Regions from separate parts of the Mus musculus genome. Here region 1 is linked to region 2. Evidence: chromatin contacts called from public Hi-C data. All regions are on one chromosome and are shown on one strand. The core of a region is the stretch at or near the end of the contact, and the rest is flanking DNA. Distances in the headings are between cores, read along the strand shown.

The links. Hi-C and Micro-C count contacts between places; a contact is called where the count stands out from the background.
Region 1: a contact with region 2 is called in a Hi-C map of the N1E-115 cell line, with 3 times the contacts expected there. The contact joins two enhancer-like sites. A contact is called at or near these places in 1 of 15 datasets of contacts at CTCF or cohesin (large pre-B cells), 6 of 484 Hi-C or Micro-C datasets (B cells, the N1E-115 cell line, cerebral cortex and 3 more) and 2 of 115 datasets of contacts at active chromatin or transcription factors (bone marrow-derived macrophages and pancreatic cancer cells).

What each region holds. Positions count from the first base shown.
Region 1 is chr13:97,004,998-97,011,898 of GRCm38.p6, reverse strand. No RefSeq gene overlaps it. Among named protein-coding and RNA genes, the nearest start is that of Gm41028, 7.8 kb to the left of the region's middle. Within about 2 kb of position 3,503, at least 157 of the 459 cell types and tissues checked have an H3K27ac peak or open chromatin away from gene starts, as enhancers often do. A contact at or near this core is called in the N1E-115 cell line, where this site is marked.
Region 2 is chr13:96,423,668-96,430,043 of GRCm38.p6, reverse strand. Ankdd1b (ankyrin repeat and death domain containing 1B) reads left to right here. Exons shown (of 15, transcript NM_001369169.1): 11 at 160-258; 12 at 5,216-5,311. Among named protein-coding and RNA genes, the nearest start is that of Poc5, 39 kb to the right of the region's middle. Within about 2 kb of position 3,808, at least 14 of the 459 cell types and tissues checked have an H3K27ac peak or open chromatin away from gene starts, as enhancers often do. A contact at or near this core is called in the N1E-115 cell line, where this site is marked.

The DNA of each region.
Region 1 (6,901 bases), core at 2,254-4,753, 580 kb before region 2:
TGTTTTTTCGAGATAGGGTTTCTCTGTGTAGCCCTGGCTGTCCTGGAACTCACAGGCTGGCCTCAAACTCAGAAATCCGCCTGCCTCTGCCTCCCAAGTGCTGGGATTAAAGGTGTGCACCACTACTGCCCGGCCAATGTTTATATTTCTAACAAGACTTTAATGCACTAGAGCTGGGCAGATATCTATCCACTAAGCTACTAGAATCTACTTTCCCATCAATAACCCCAAGTTATAACCTGCCATGTTCCATCGAGCAGCTCTTAACTCCAAATGACTCCCTCGTGGCTATGTTTTCATGACTCACCTACCCCATGGTCTCTTCTCCTCTCTCCACCTCTTTTATTTTTCTTCATGATCCTCTTCAGACCCCCAGCCTGGCAATCAAAACCCTAACTACCTCTCTTCTGTCCAGCTATGGGTTGTTGGCATCTTTATTTAACCAACAGCTTTATTTTACTTATTTATTATTTTGGTTTTTCGAGACAGGGTTTCTCTGTGTAGCCCTGGCTGTCCTGGAACTCACTCTGTAGACCAGGCTGGCCTCGAACTCAGAAATCCACCTGCCTCTGCCTCCCAAGTCCTGGGATTAAAGGCGTGCGCCACCAAGCCCGGTTTAACTAACAGTTTTAAATTAGGGAGCTCGATCACATAGCATTACTTTGTGTACATGCAGATTCTCTCACTCCTGGGGGCAACCAGGTCTTGGGGGCCAGCATTTAGCATTACAATGCATAGCAAAAGACCAAACCTCTACCCTGAGAGAGATCACAGAAACACACCTAAGCCTGAAGAGCCAGATCTATCATAATATGTAAGTATCATGGGGTGGGGCTGGGAGGTAGCCCGATTAGTATAGGATGCTAAGGTAGATCATTCAACTGCTTAGCTATTGGGGCACAGTTTTGAATGAATTGTGTGTGTGTGTGTGTGTGTGTGTGTGTGTGTGGTTATTGGTGACTAGCATAAGGTAAAGAAATACAGCTGTTTGATTAACTCACTGCCTACATTTATATTAAGAATAATTAATTTATACCTCTCCTAATGGTTTGGTCTTCTCCTGTCTCTCTTCCTCCCCTAGACTGGTGGAAGCCCATCACTATTCTCTCTTCTGCTCAGTTATTGGTTGATCAACTTTACTGACAAGTCAGAGAATAAATAAGGAACAATGTTTATAGAAACTTGAAACAGGAGCTACTTGGAATAAGCATTACAGTGCTGTGTCCCATTGGAACTAAATATGGGGGCAGAGAAGTCAGCACTGAATAGGACAAGAAAATCATCACACAGTGCACAAAACCATGATGCCTACATATCTGTGTTCTTTGAGGAACATGACCTTGAATCAGATAAAAAGATTACCATGATAATTTCTGTGAAAGAACACTTGGACATGCTTGTAGATGAAATTTCCTTGCATTGTTTTCAATATACCAGATGTCCTGTTTGTACTCACCAGAAAACCACTCACGGTCAAAGCTGAAGATATTCCTGAGCAACACAAGAAGCAACAACTTAATTAAAGTCGTTAACAGGGGTGCAACAAGAACTAAGCTCTCCGCAATGCCGCTTACAAACTTCTTGACCAAGTGTTTCCAGTCATATCACATTCTGTCTGAGAAAGTGTTTGCCCTGCCTCCTCCATTTCCAACAATATATCTTTGTGAGACAGCTTTTTATAGCTTGATGGTTAGCATGTCTAAATATAGACATAGACTTGTAAAAGTTGATCTTCATTGTGCTCTTGCAAAGACTCCCAGAGTTTCTGGTGGGAAAGAAGCAATCTCAACCTTCCCACTGACATTGCTCTTTTATATATACTGTTGCAAAATGTAGCAAGGTAGTTTGCTATTATTAGTTTAAGACTGTTACCCCATGCTACACCATGCTTTAGGATAAAATTTCATTTTTTTTGTAATTAGAAGTATTTCATGATATATAATTACATATTTTGTAATTAATCACTCTGCTTTAATTTTGCTCAGCTTTAAAAATGAAAACACATCCTGTATAGCAGATATTTACAAATAGCAAAATTACAGTTATGAAGTGGCAGTGAAAATAACGTTATGGTTGGGGGGTCACAACAACATGTATTAAAGAGTTTCAGCATTAGGAAGGGTGGAACCCACTGCTCTAGAGCTGGAGATACAATCATGACATAGACAAGGAGAGGAATTGTTAGAACACGTGGAGGGGAGAAGTAGCTGAGAAGACAGACTTTAGAAATTGGGGTACAATTTGATGGATGACAGACGCGAGAAGAAACAGATGATCTGTATACACGTCGTCAGGGAGTCAGATCAGCAGCTTGGTTCGGAGAGGCTGAACTCTGTGGAAGGGAACTGATATATGCCAATCCTGGGCTTTGTCACCACATGTAGGAAAAATTACAAAGTAAATAAAAAATAAATAAAAGGAAGAACACGGGGCTAGAGAGATGGGTTAGTGGTTAAGAGCACTCACTGCTCTTCCAGAAGTCCTGAGTTCAATTCCTAGCAACCACATGGTGGCTCATGGGATCCAATGCCCTCTTCTGGTGTTCTTTGAAGACAGCTACAGTGTACTCACATACATAAAATAAATAATCTTTAAAAAAAAGTTGGAAGAACGCCACTGATTTTAAATATGGTGAAGAAAGTTTATTGTAGATAGCATAGACAGAGGCAAGGACTTCTGGGAGGGTTCAAAGCTGACAAGTTTCTGAGCAGGAACTTGTGAGGGAAGAGGGGAGAGGAGAGGAGAGGAGAGAGGAGAGAGGAGAGAGGAGAGAGGGGAGAGGAGAGAGGGGAGAGGGGAGAGGGGAGAGGGGAGAGGGGAGAGGGGAGAGAGAGCCAGGAGAGTAAAGGGTAGACAAAAGCCCTGGTAATCAAAATGGCTGCATTATATAGGGAAGCCCACCGAGGGGAAGGAAGGGCAGCCCAGCTTCTGAGCTGGAGAAGTTTACGGTAGGGGGTAGGGTTTGTCAGCCAGAAGGATCCTGTAACACGTAGGGACTGAAGGATGTTGCTGTGATGTGTTAAACAGGCACCTCAGTAAACAGTTTGTTCCAGTTGGAGACAAAGAAGGAGAGACACACAGCAAGGGACCCAAGTAGTCCGCGGGAGTGCAGGGAGATGACACGGCTCCCTTTCCCGGGATAACTCTGCGTTTAAGTGATTTTTTTCTTGGTTAAGGATGGTTCTTTTCCCCTAATTAAGAATTGCTCTGTTTAGACGGAGGAAGGCCCGCAGCTTTAGTGAAGCACGCCCAGACAGGCTTTCAGTTTATCTGATCAGCCTGGAATGGCCACGGGAGTGCGAGGTGAAACCTTACTGGGGAGAGAAAAAGCCTGCCAGATGCTTGTCTCAAGCTGCCAGGCCGTTGCTTCTGGTGCGGAGGGCGGTGGAAAGGCTGGAAATGTTCTGGTTTTTGTTTTTGTTTTTCTATTTGTGGCACTCGCCTCTATTTGCCTGTCAGGGATCTAATTCCTAGTCTCTCCAATACACGGGCAATTATTTTTTTTCTCACCTCTAGATGGAGCTAGCTAAAAGCAACTCGTCAGGATTATTCCTGGCTTAACACCTTCTAAATCTATGTTTTATCTTTGCTGCCTTGTTGCCTTCTGGGAAGAAGTCCTCCCCCCCCCCCACCCCCCCCCCCGCCTCCTTTCCACCTGCATTGCCGGATGATTGTTTTTCTGCAGCTCTTAAATCTGATCCCTTTCCCTCTGAGTCATGGCGATTGTCTTCTCCCCCTCTCTATGTCCCTTGCCCGTGCAATCTAAAAGTCCTGCCCCATCTCCTTGTCCAGCCATTGGCTGTATGGCAATTCTTTATTATCAATCGAAGCCAGCTGGGGGCAGCGATGCTCAGGTCTGGATGTGCGGCTTTTGGGAGCTGAAGTAAGATAAAGCATTAGAATCAGTTTCCAACACATGTGCATAAGAATGACATAATTTACTATATCTCATGTACCTTCTAATCTTTAGAAAGCATTTTTCTTTCTCCACGTATATGCATGTTTACATGTATGGGGAACATGTGGAGGTGTGCATGTAAGTGGATATGAGCGCATTATGGAAGCCAGAACTGTTTTCAGAATTTTCTCCCATCGTCCTTCCCCCTTATTCAATGGGACGGGGTCCTGTCGAATCCTGTTTCTCTGTGGGGGTGGGGGTGGGATGTGCTCCGATCACTATCAGAAGGCGGCGGTAAGTCCGAAGTGGAAAGTACACAGAGGTTCCCATCTCCTCTCTGGGAACCGTAGGGAGTGGGGAACAAGGGGTTCATTTAACTTTCCCTCCCAGGAGGACTGCGTGTCAGACAGGGAGGGGAAAGGCAGAGCCAGGAACTGGGCGGAACCTGATCGGAGTGAGTGTGGAGGGTGGAAAGTACCGAAGGGGCTGAAAGAGAAAAGCCTTCCTCGGGAGTTTTAGGTTCGGCTCTTTAAGATGAAAGCCTTCCCATGGCGATCCCTTTTTTCCCCCGGAGTCAGGGTTTCTCTGTGTAGTCCTGGCAGTCCTGGAACTCAGTCTGTAGACCAGACTGGAACTCAGAAGTCCGCCTGCCTCTGCCTCTCAAGTGCTGGGATTAAAGGCGTGCGCCGCCACGCCCGATTTCCCATGGCGATCCTAAAGAGAAGATGATCCTTGCTTGTTAATACTGGTTTATTTGACCGTGGATGTGAAGGCATACCCTTTATTCAGGGATAAAATACCTTCTGTGGGAAGGAATACCCAGGAAGGGGTAAGCTCACTGGCTGAATACTTGGGGGGGGGGGGGGCTATCTATCCTCATTGGCATGGAGAACTCCAGATGTTTATGTTACACGATCCAGCAGCGCCATGGTCCTCAGTGGGGTATCATGGTTCCAGTACAGACAGAGGTAGGCAGGGGATGGCTCCACTCCTGTTCTCAAAGGGTCTGAGTTCATTCAACCTTACCATTCTTATGCCTGTCTGGTCACAAGGTCCCACATGCCCTACAGGGTCTTTAACCAAACTCAGAGCTAATTGATTATGGCTACTAGCCTTGCTAACCAGCTTGCTTTGGGAGCCCTCTGTCACTTTAATGTCTATGGCTTTCTGGTAAATTGGAGTGTAGTTTTAGTTGTGAGCCTAGTCTTTAATAGCTGAGCCATCTCTCTAGCCCAAAATTGTTTTTTTTTCCCCCCGAGACAGGGTTTCTCTGTATAGCCTTGGCTGTCCTGGAACTCACTTTGTAGACCAGGCTGGCCACGACAAAATTGGAATTTTTATAAAGTGATAAATCTGAATAATTTCAAATTGCTCAGATTTTAATGTTTGCATTTCATAGAGTTTGCTTTGCATTTATAAAGAGATGTTCAAGCCTATCTGAAGAAAGGATGTCAGATGGATGTCTTCATGAGGAAGACTTCCGGCCTGCGTGCTGTGTAGACTCTGCATATTTACCCTGCTTGCTCCTGCAGTATTTTTTTTTTTTTTTGTAATTTCCCCCTTTCAAACAAATGCAGATGGGATGGTGAACATAAACAATCGCCCTCCAATCACACCCACCCAGCAGCTTCCCTACAGAGTGTCAGGCTATCCTCTAATTTAGGATTCCAGTGTGCTGACACCATTCATTGTTCTTTTACTTATAGCTCACACCACACACACACACACACACACACACACACACACACACAGATCACACCCCACGCACACATGTCACACACACTCCCCTCATATATCACACACACTCCTCCATACATCACACACCCCCACATATCACAAACATCACACACATCACACATATACACACAATATCCCACATACATCACACACACCTCTCTCTCTCACACACACACATACCCCACACATCTCTCTCTCTCACACACACCACACATATCACACACACACATACATACTCCCACACACACACACATACCCCACACACACATATCACACACACACCACACACACCTCACACGCACTCACATCACAAATCCTTTGATTTCAACCCCTTGGTTTTGATGTGAGTGAACCATATTGAGCCTTTGTTAGACACTCTAGTTTTTTCTGGGACAACGTCAATTGCTTCTCAGGGGTTTGCCTCTGAATTCTTTGCTGTTCACTGGAGCTCTTGGGGAAAGTGGGTTAACTTTTATTGAGTCGTAAAGTGTGGTTTAAGTAGATGAGACACATTAAAAATCAAGGCAGGTATAGAGATATATGTGCCCTGAGGTGACTTCTTCCCTTGCCTGACCATAAAGTTCCCTGTCCTATGTCACAATTGTATTAGTTTTAAAAAAAATATATCCTTCCTGTGTGTCTTTATATAAACACAAGAGAGCTGTCTCTACCCTTCACAGAGCTAAGTTTGACGTTGCTTAGCTGTTTTGTTACTTATATTCGGTGCTTGCTTTTGAAATCAAAAGTATCAATGGATACTTTTTATCTTTTTATAACTCTGAGATTTTACAAGGCACAATTCAATCCGAGGTAGAGATCTTATTGATAATTGCAGAGACATTTGCTAGTTCATAATTATCCAACTAGATTAGCTCCATGCGTTTTTTTTAGTGGGTGGTGCAGTGAAGGCCAGAAGTCAACCTCTAGTATTGATTCTCTGGCACCGGGTACCTTAATTTCAGAGACAGGATCTCTCACTGGGACCCGGAACTTTCCAGCCTAGGCCTGCAAATCAGTGAACTCTAAGTACCCAATTGTTTCTGTGTCCCCAGCATTGGGGTTACAAATGTGAACCACCACGCCTGGCATTTTCATGTGGGTGTTGGAGCTGAACTCAGCTCCTCAGACTTGCATGGTGAGCACTTAACTGTGCTGTCTCCCCTGTCCCTTGCTTTGCTATACTACAGTTGTTGGCTTGTCTGGCTTTTCATTCTTGATTTTTTTTTAAACCAAAGAGAGAATTCATTGGGGGTTTAGTCATCACCT
Region 2 (6,376 bases), core at 2,559-5,058:
CATGACTTCCTCCCATCTTTCAATATTTTAAATTCTGCTGCAACAACTGTCCCCTGTGCCCCCACATGAGGATATGTACTTTACACATTTTCCCCCCAAAACCTGTATGGCATTCTCTCCTGCATGTGCTTCCATGACAGTTTACTTCTCTCATGGCAGAGGCGGCAGACCCCTCTGCACGTAGCTGCTGATCTTGGAAATGTGGAGCTGGTGGAGACACTGCTGAAGGCTGGCTGCAACCTGAAAATCACTGACAAGGTAGTCACCCTGGCTGCCCTGTTTTTTGAGATGTCAGTGGAGATTTCGCTATTGGCTGCCATGTACAATAGGAACATCAGAATTCCTGAGATGGGCATGAACTGCATCTTCATAGGCAGGAACACACTTACATTGTCTATCTATCTATCTATCTATCTATCTATCTATCTATCTATCTATCTATCTATCTATCTATCTATCTGTGTATGCTTGCGTGAGAGTGTGTATGTATGAGTGTGAGTGTGTGTGTGTGTGTGTGTGTGTGTGTGTGTGTAGCACATGGAGGCCTGGAGGCCAGTGGTTAACGTCAGGACTGCTTTCTATCTTATGTCTTTGAAACAGGATCTCTCACTGAGTCCAGAGCTTTCAATTTAGCTAGACTGGTTGACCAGCAAGCCCCAGGGATCCTCTTGCCTGTCTTCTCAGCCCTGGATTACATGGCCAAGTCTTTCACACTGTGGCTTGCGTGGTAAGCACCTTATTAACTGAAGCCAGCTCCCTAGCCCTACATCTCAATTTTTTTAAAGATTTACTAATTTTAATTAATTAATTAATTAATTAATCCATTTATTAAATATAAGTACACTGTAGCTATCTTCATACACACCAGAAGAGGGCATCAGCTCTCATTACAGATGGTTGTGAGCCACCATGTGGTTGCTGGGAATTGAACTCAGGACCTCTGGAAGAGCAATCAGTGCTCTTAACCACTGAGCCATCTCTCCAGCCCTGCACCTCAATTTGATTGAGATTGTTTAGCTGGGGTGGAAGCTGAGAACGCTCACTTCAGATACAGAGGTTTAAAATGAAAGCTTTATTTTCTGAGCCACCAGGGAGGTGGCCAGTTCAGGATCTGAATGAACTGTGCCCCCGAAGGGAGGTTGTACAACGTGTTCATAGGACGGAAACACAAAGCAAGGGGCATGGGGTAAGCTGCTGCCTTGACCAATCATATTTTGACACAAGGGGTTAAGCAAGGAAGTTAACATTGGTGAGCGGGCCTATCTGGGTCACCTGGCTTCAGGGTTGTGGAGCCAGCTTTTGCAGCCAGGTCCCTTCCTGGACTCTGGCCCAGAAGCTTACAATGATAAAGGAACAAAGGAGTGGGCAAGCTGCAGTAGAAGCTTAAGTCCCGACAGGCAGCACATTTATGACTTGTGTGCCATGGTTTATATAAAGGGATAATGGCATCTTCCCTCTTTACATCCTTCACTGGTTAACAGACAAACAGGAAACACCAGAAGAAGCAGGATAGTTGGGTTCTGGGCCTGGGAACATGAACTCAGTTTTGATCTTGCTAGAAAGATGGAGCTCATTCCTGAGATGGCCAAACTCAGGAAACTGCCTCCTAACAAGATCTGTCTATAGGAATTACTATTAAATATTGGTCTCTAGGATTCAAATAATTCAGTGATATTTTTCAAGATTATAAGTTCACATGGTCCAAGTATAGTGTTTATATGTGAAGATTTATAGAAATAATTTCTCATCCATACTTGCTTCTAACTTATTTGGTTTTCATACTACTATGCCATGTGTATGCATATAATAACTCTATTGCTTACACATTTAAAGTATGTTTTATCTTAATCTGCTCTCTGCTCTTTAATTTTGTGTGTGTGTGTGTGTGTGTGTGTGTGTGATGTGTATATGTCTGTATGATATGTGTGTGTGATATGTATGGTGTGTGTGTGATATGTGTATGATGTGTGTATGTGTGTGTATGTGTATGGTGTGTGTGTGATGTGTGGTGTGTGTGTGTATGATATATGCGGTGTGTGTGTGTGTGTGTGTGTGATGTGTGCATGATGTGTGTGTGATGTGTATGGTGTGTGTGTGTGTGTGATGTGTGCATGATGTGTGTGTGATGTGTATGGTATGTGTATGTGTGTGATGTGTGTGTATGATGTGTGTGATGCATGTGTGATGTGTATGGTGTGTGTGTGTATGATGTGTGTGTGATGTGTGTGTGTGAGTGTGTGTGTGTGATGTGTATGGTGTGTGTGTGTGTGTGTAGTTCAGTCTTGCCGCTCTGCTCCAGTATCAACCTTGGTTGTTAAGCATGTGATGCCTGTGCTTCTTGCATCCCTTGTGTTCCTCCCTCACGCTGTGCATGTGTGGGCTCAGCTTGGGCACTTCCTAAAACCTTGAATCAAGCTGATTTCTCCTGCTACTCTTCCGGGGGGTCTGGGTTGGGAGCAAGTTGATTCAGAACGAGCAGACTGTTAACAGTGCACGCCAATTCCTTTTTATAACGCATAATGCCAAGGCATCTTTATAAAACACGATATGCTCTTTTTGGTACTGGGCATAGAATCCAGGCCCTTGCCCTTGGTAGACAATTGCTATACCACTGAGCTATGTCTGCAACCTCAAATCTTTCTTTTTCTGGTCTTTACCTTCCTGATTCACTATGTTCTCTAGTTCAGAGCTGAGAGTTCCGCATATGTATGATCTGAGGATTTTTTTTTTTTAATTATAAAAGAAAGACAGGCTGTGGACAATGTGGCGAATGCAGTAGCACGTGTGCAGGGAAACATGACCACCTACCCTGGGGCCTAGGCTGGGGCACAATGCCACTGTTGCCCCAGATGTGGCTGCTTGAGTTTATTAACATTCAGCCTTCATCCCTCCCCTGCATTCTTTTGTAGTAACTTTTTCTGTTTTCATTCATACTTAATTCCTCCAAGGCTGGGGTAGAGACTCTTTAGGGATTCTGTGGGCCCTGCTGCTAGTGGATTGGCTATTCCAGTTGTCAAGGTCAACACTAACATGTGACTTTGCTTGTTTTAAACCAAAAGCCTAGAGTTGCTAGCCCCAACTCTCCCTTCTCCCACACTCCTTTATTCTAAGGGTCTGGCCCACAGCTGGCACCCAAATCATAAATAACGAATGCATAAACACTACCCTCCCTTTTTACCTGCTCCCACATGTTCTTAATAATAATAATAATAACAACAACAACAACAACAAACCCCACGGTATTTCTCAGACTGTGTTAAGATCAGGATTGGTAGCCGGGTATGGTGGCACACACCTTTGATCTTAGCATTTTGGAGTATCTCCAGGAGTTTGTGTCCAGCCTGGTCTACATAGCAAATTCTAGAGTTCTAGGCCAGCCAAGCTTACACAGTGAGATGCTGGAGGGAGAATCACACACACACACACACACACACACACACACACACACACACACACACACGCACATGCACACACACACACAGAGAAAGAGAGAGAGAGAGAGAGGGAGAGAGAGAGAGAGAGAGAGAGAGAGAGAGGCTGAAAAGGGAGCCAAGAGAGAAGTCTGATGTAACTTGGGGGTCCCAAAGCTCTTGGTCTCTGCCTGCCTCTCTGTCAAGGGCAAATGGCACCTCCACTCCAATGTATTATTCCTTAAGGAAAGTTTCTCCAGCTTGAAAATTCTGACTTTTAGAATGCTGCATTCCCAAAATAGGCTAATTATGGTGATTCAAATGGCTTTACAAGGCAGAATGCAGACAGTATGCAATTAGAGGCTTGCTAAATGCCTGCCAAATGCAATCCTTCCTAATTTCATTACCAGCTCGCCTGCTTACAGGCTGTTACTTCCAGCCCCTACTTCCCTGCTCATCTGGGTCTTAGCGCCTGCCCAGAAAACCATGCCTTTTGTGTCACTGAGAATTGTACTTGTAGCTGCTATCCAGACACGGGGTTAGAAATGCAGGTTTCTAACACTGCAATTATTTTCTGGGGCTATTTCTGACCATTATATGTTTAATTAACCTTAGAGTCTCTGAGGGAATTTTTCATGGGTCATTAGAAATGCAAGTAAGGGGCCTGGGGAGATAGCTTGTCTTGAAAGTGTGATGATGTGAGTCTCATCCCTGGTACCCATATACAAACCCCAAGGCTGGGCACAATACTGGGTGTGGTGGCATGCACTTAGAACTCCAGAGTGGGAAGGTAGAGACAGTAGCATCCCCAGAGCTTGCTGGCCAGCTGGTCTAGTCTAATCCCCAGGCCAATGAGAGACCCTGTCTCAAAGGAGGTGCTATATGTTCGTTCCTAAAGATAACCAAGGTTGTTTTCTGGCTTCTGCATGACTGCTTATATATGTGTATGGGCACACACACGTACATGGGCATGCATGCGTGTGCGCGTGCACACACACACTTAAAAAAAGAAAGCAAATACAAACTACTCTCCTTTTTAGGAAAACATGTATAGATGCAGAGATAAGAACTGTGCCCTGCATAAAATCAAGGGGCCAGAGCTTGCGAAGCTGTGCTGTGTGAGAAAGCCATCGTGAGCAGGGTTCACCTTTTGTAACGTGTGTATGATGTAGCATGAGCTGCAGGCAATGTAGGTCCCATATGTCGTCCAGCTCAGTCTTTTCTTACTCATTCAATTTGGTTAAAATTGGAACACTTTAACCTTGGTTAGCCGCAGTGACTTATAAAAGACAAAACTCCTAGCTGGGAGCCGTGAGTGAAACCTACACTGAGCTCTGCTGTCATTATTGGCGCTGTTCTTGGATCCAGCCCTTTTCTGTCTCATTACTTCATTGTCCTCAAGAGAGGTCTCCAGCTCCTGATCCAAAGTGGCTGCCCAGGTTCCCGCTCTCCTGTCGCACTCACTCCCCTTGGGAAGTGGAGGGATGGAAAGAGAAAGTCATCTTTCCCCTCTTTGAAGATCTTCCCCAGGAATGTGCCTTTGACTTTTCATACCACTGGCACTGGCGAGGGTGTAGGTCACATCCCTGACAAGGGAGCTGGGAAATGTGAGGGGCGGCATTCATAGCAAGGGCTCGCCATGACACCTGGTGTAATTGCGGAGACTTCCGGTGACTAGGGTCTGGTCCTTAGTTCACTCAGGTGGCAGAATTGGGATCTGAGTTCAGGTCTATCACAAAGCTGGAGTTCTGCCTACCACGCAACATCATCACTCTTTATTTTAATCCTTCCCTCTTTTAATTTAGCAAGGAAAGACTGCCCTGGCGGTGGCTGCCAGGAGCCAGCACAGCCTCGTCGTGGATATGCTGATCAAAGCTGAGAGGTACTACGCCTGGAGAGAGGTAGGCAAGGCCAGTGCCAGCCAATGCAGGGCCTTCATTGGCACCCTACCTCCTCTATTTTGGAATGGGGACTGTTGGGTCTGTGTAATTCTTTTTTCCCCCTGTTGTAAGAAACCTTGCTCAGCACAGTGATGACCATCCAGTGCCTTGTGCCATCCCTGTTCATGGAAATGGACAGTCCCTCTTCTCTTCCTTTGTGGGCATTCACACTCAGATCTGAGAATGTGGGCCAGGCAGCCTCATCCATGCCAGCCCGATGGCTGGCTCTGCCGTGACCTCTGTCTCATGGTCTCTGGCCATGGCCTGTCACAGAAGCTCCAATGAGTGGCATGGCACACATGGAAAGCCCCTGGAGCTTCTCCTGGCTCTGCTGTTTTTGCTGTAGCCCTGTGCTGGCTTTCTGGCACTCAAGTGTTCTGGGACCATCAAAATTTATACATCTTTGAACATGCAAATCGTATCTCTAAATCAGTTTTTATCTTCATCTTTCTTTAGCTTTGTCTGCCAGTCTCGGCTTCCCAGTAGACTGTCCTCCCCTCTCCAGGATTCAAGTCTGTGCAATAAGGCAACATGTTCAGACACAGGACATCAGCCCCAGCTTTTAGATCTATGCTGTTTCTTAGTTTCCCTGCTGTGTGCACGGCTTCTCCTTGACCCATGTGTCACACCAAAATGTCGTCACGTCTCAGGTGTCTACTGCACAGGGGCTATAAACTCAGATTGCGGTCATTGGCCAATCCTGGGAAATTCTTTCTTAAATCCTTAAAGCAATGCACACTGTCTCCCTTTCCCTCATAACCCTGCTTGGCAGTCTGGACATACAGTCAGTTGGTAACAAGGAGGCCTGATACATGTGTCATTAGGCAATGTGATCATTCTATCAATACTAGTGGCCACTTTTACATGGGTCACACACATTGGCCAGTCAAGCCACTGTCATATATGCGGCCGGAGATGACCCACCCAGCAGCACATGACCATGGACGGACTCTTTCAGTGCCTCCTCTCCTCTGTTCTTGCATGTAGAACAATGAAGTCTGTTCCGCCCATACAGCAACAGTTTCT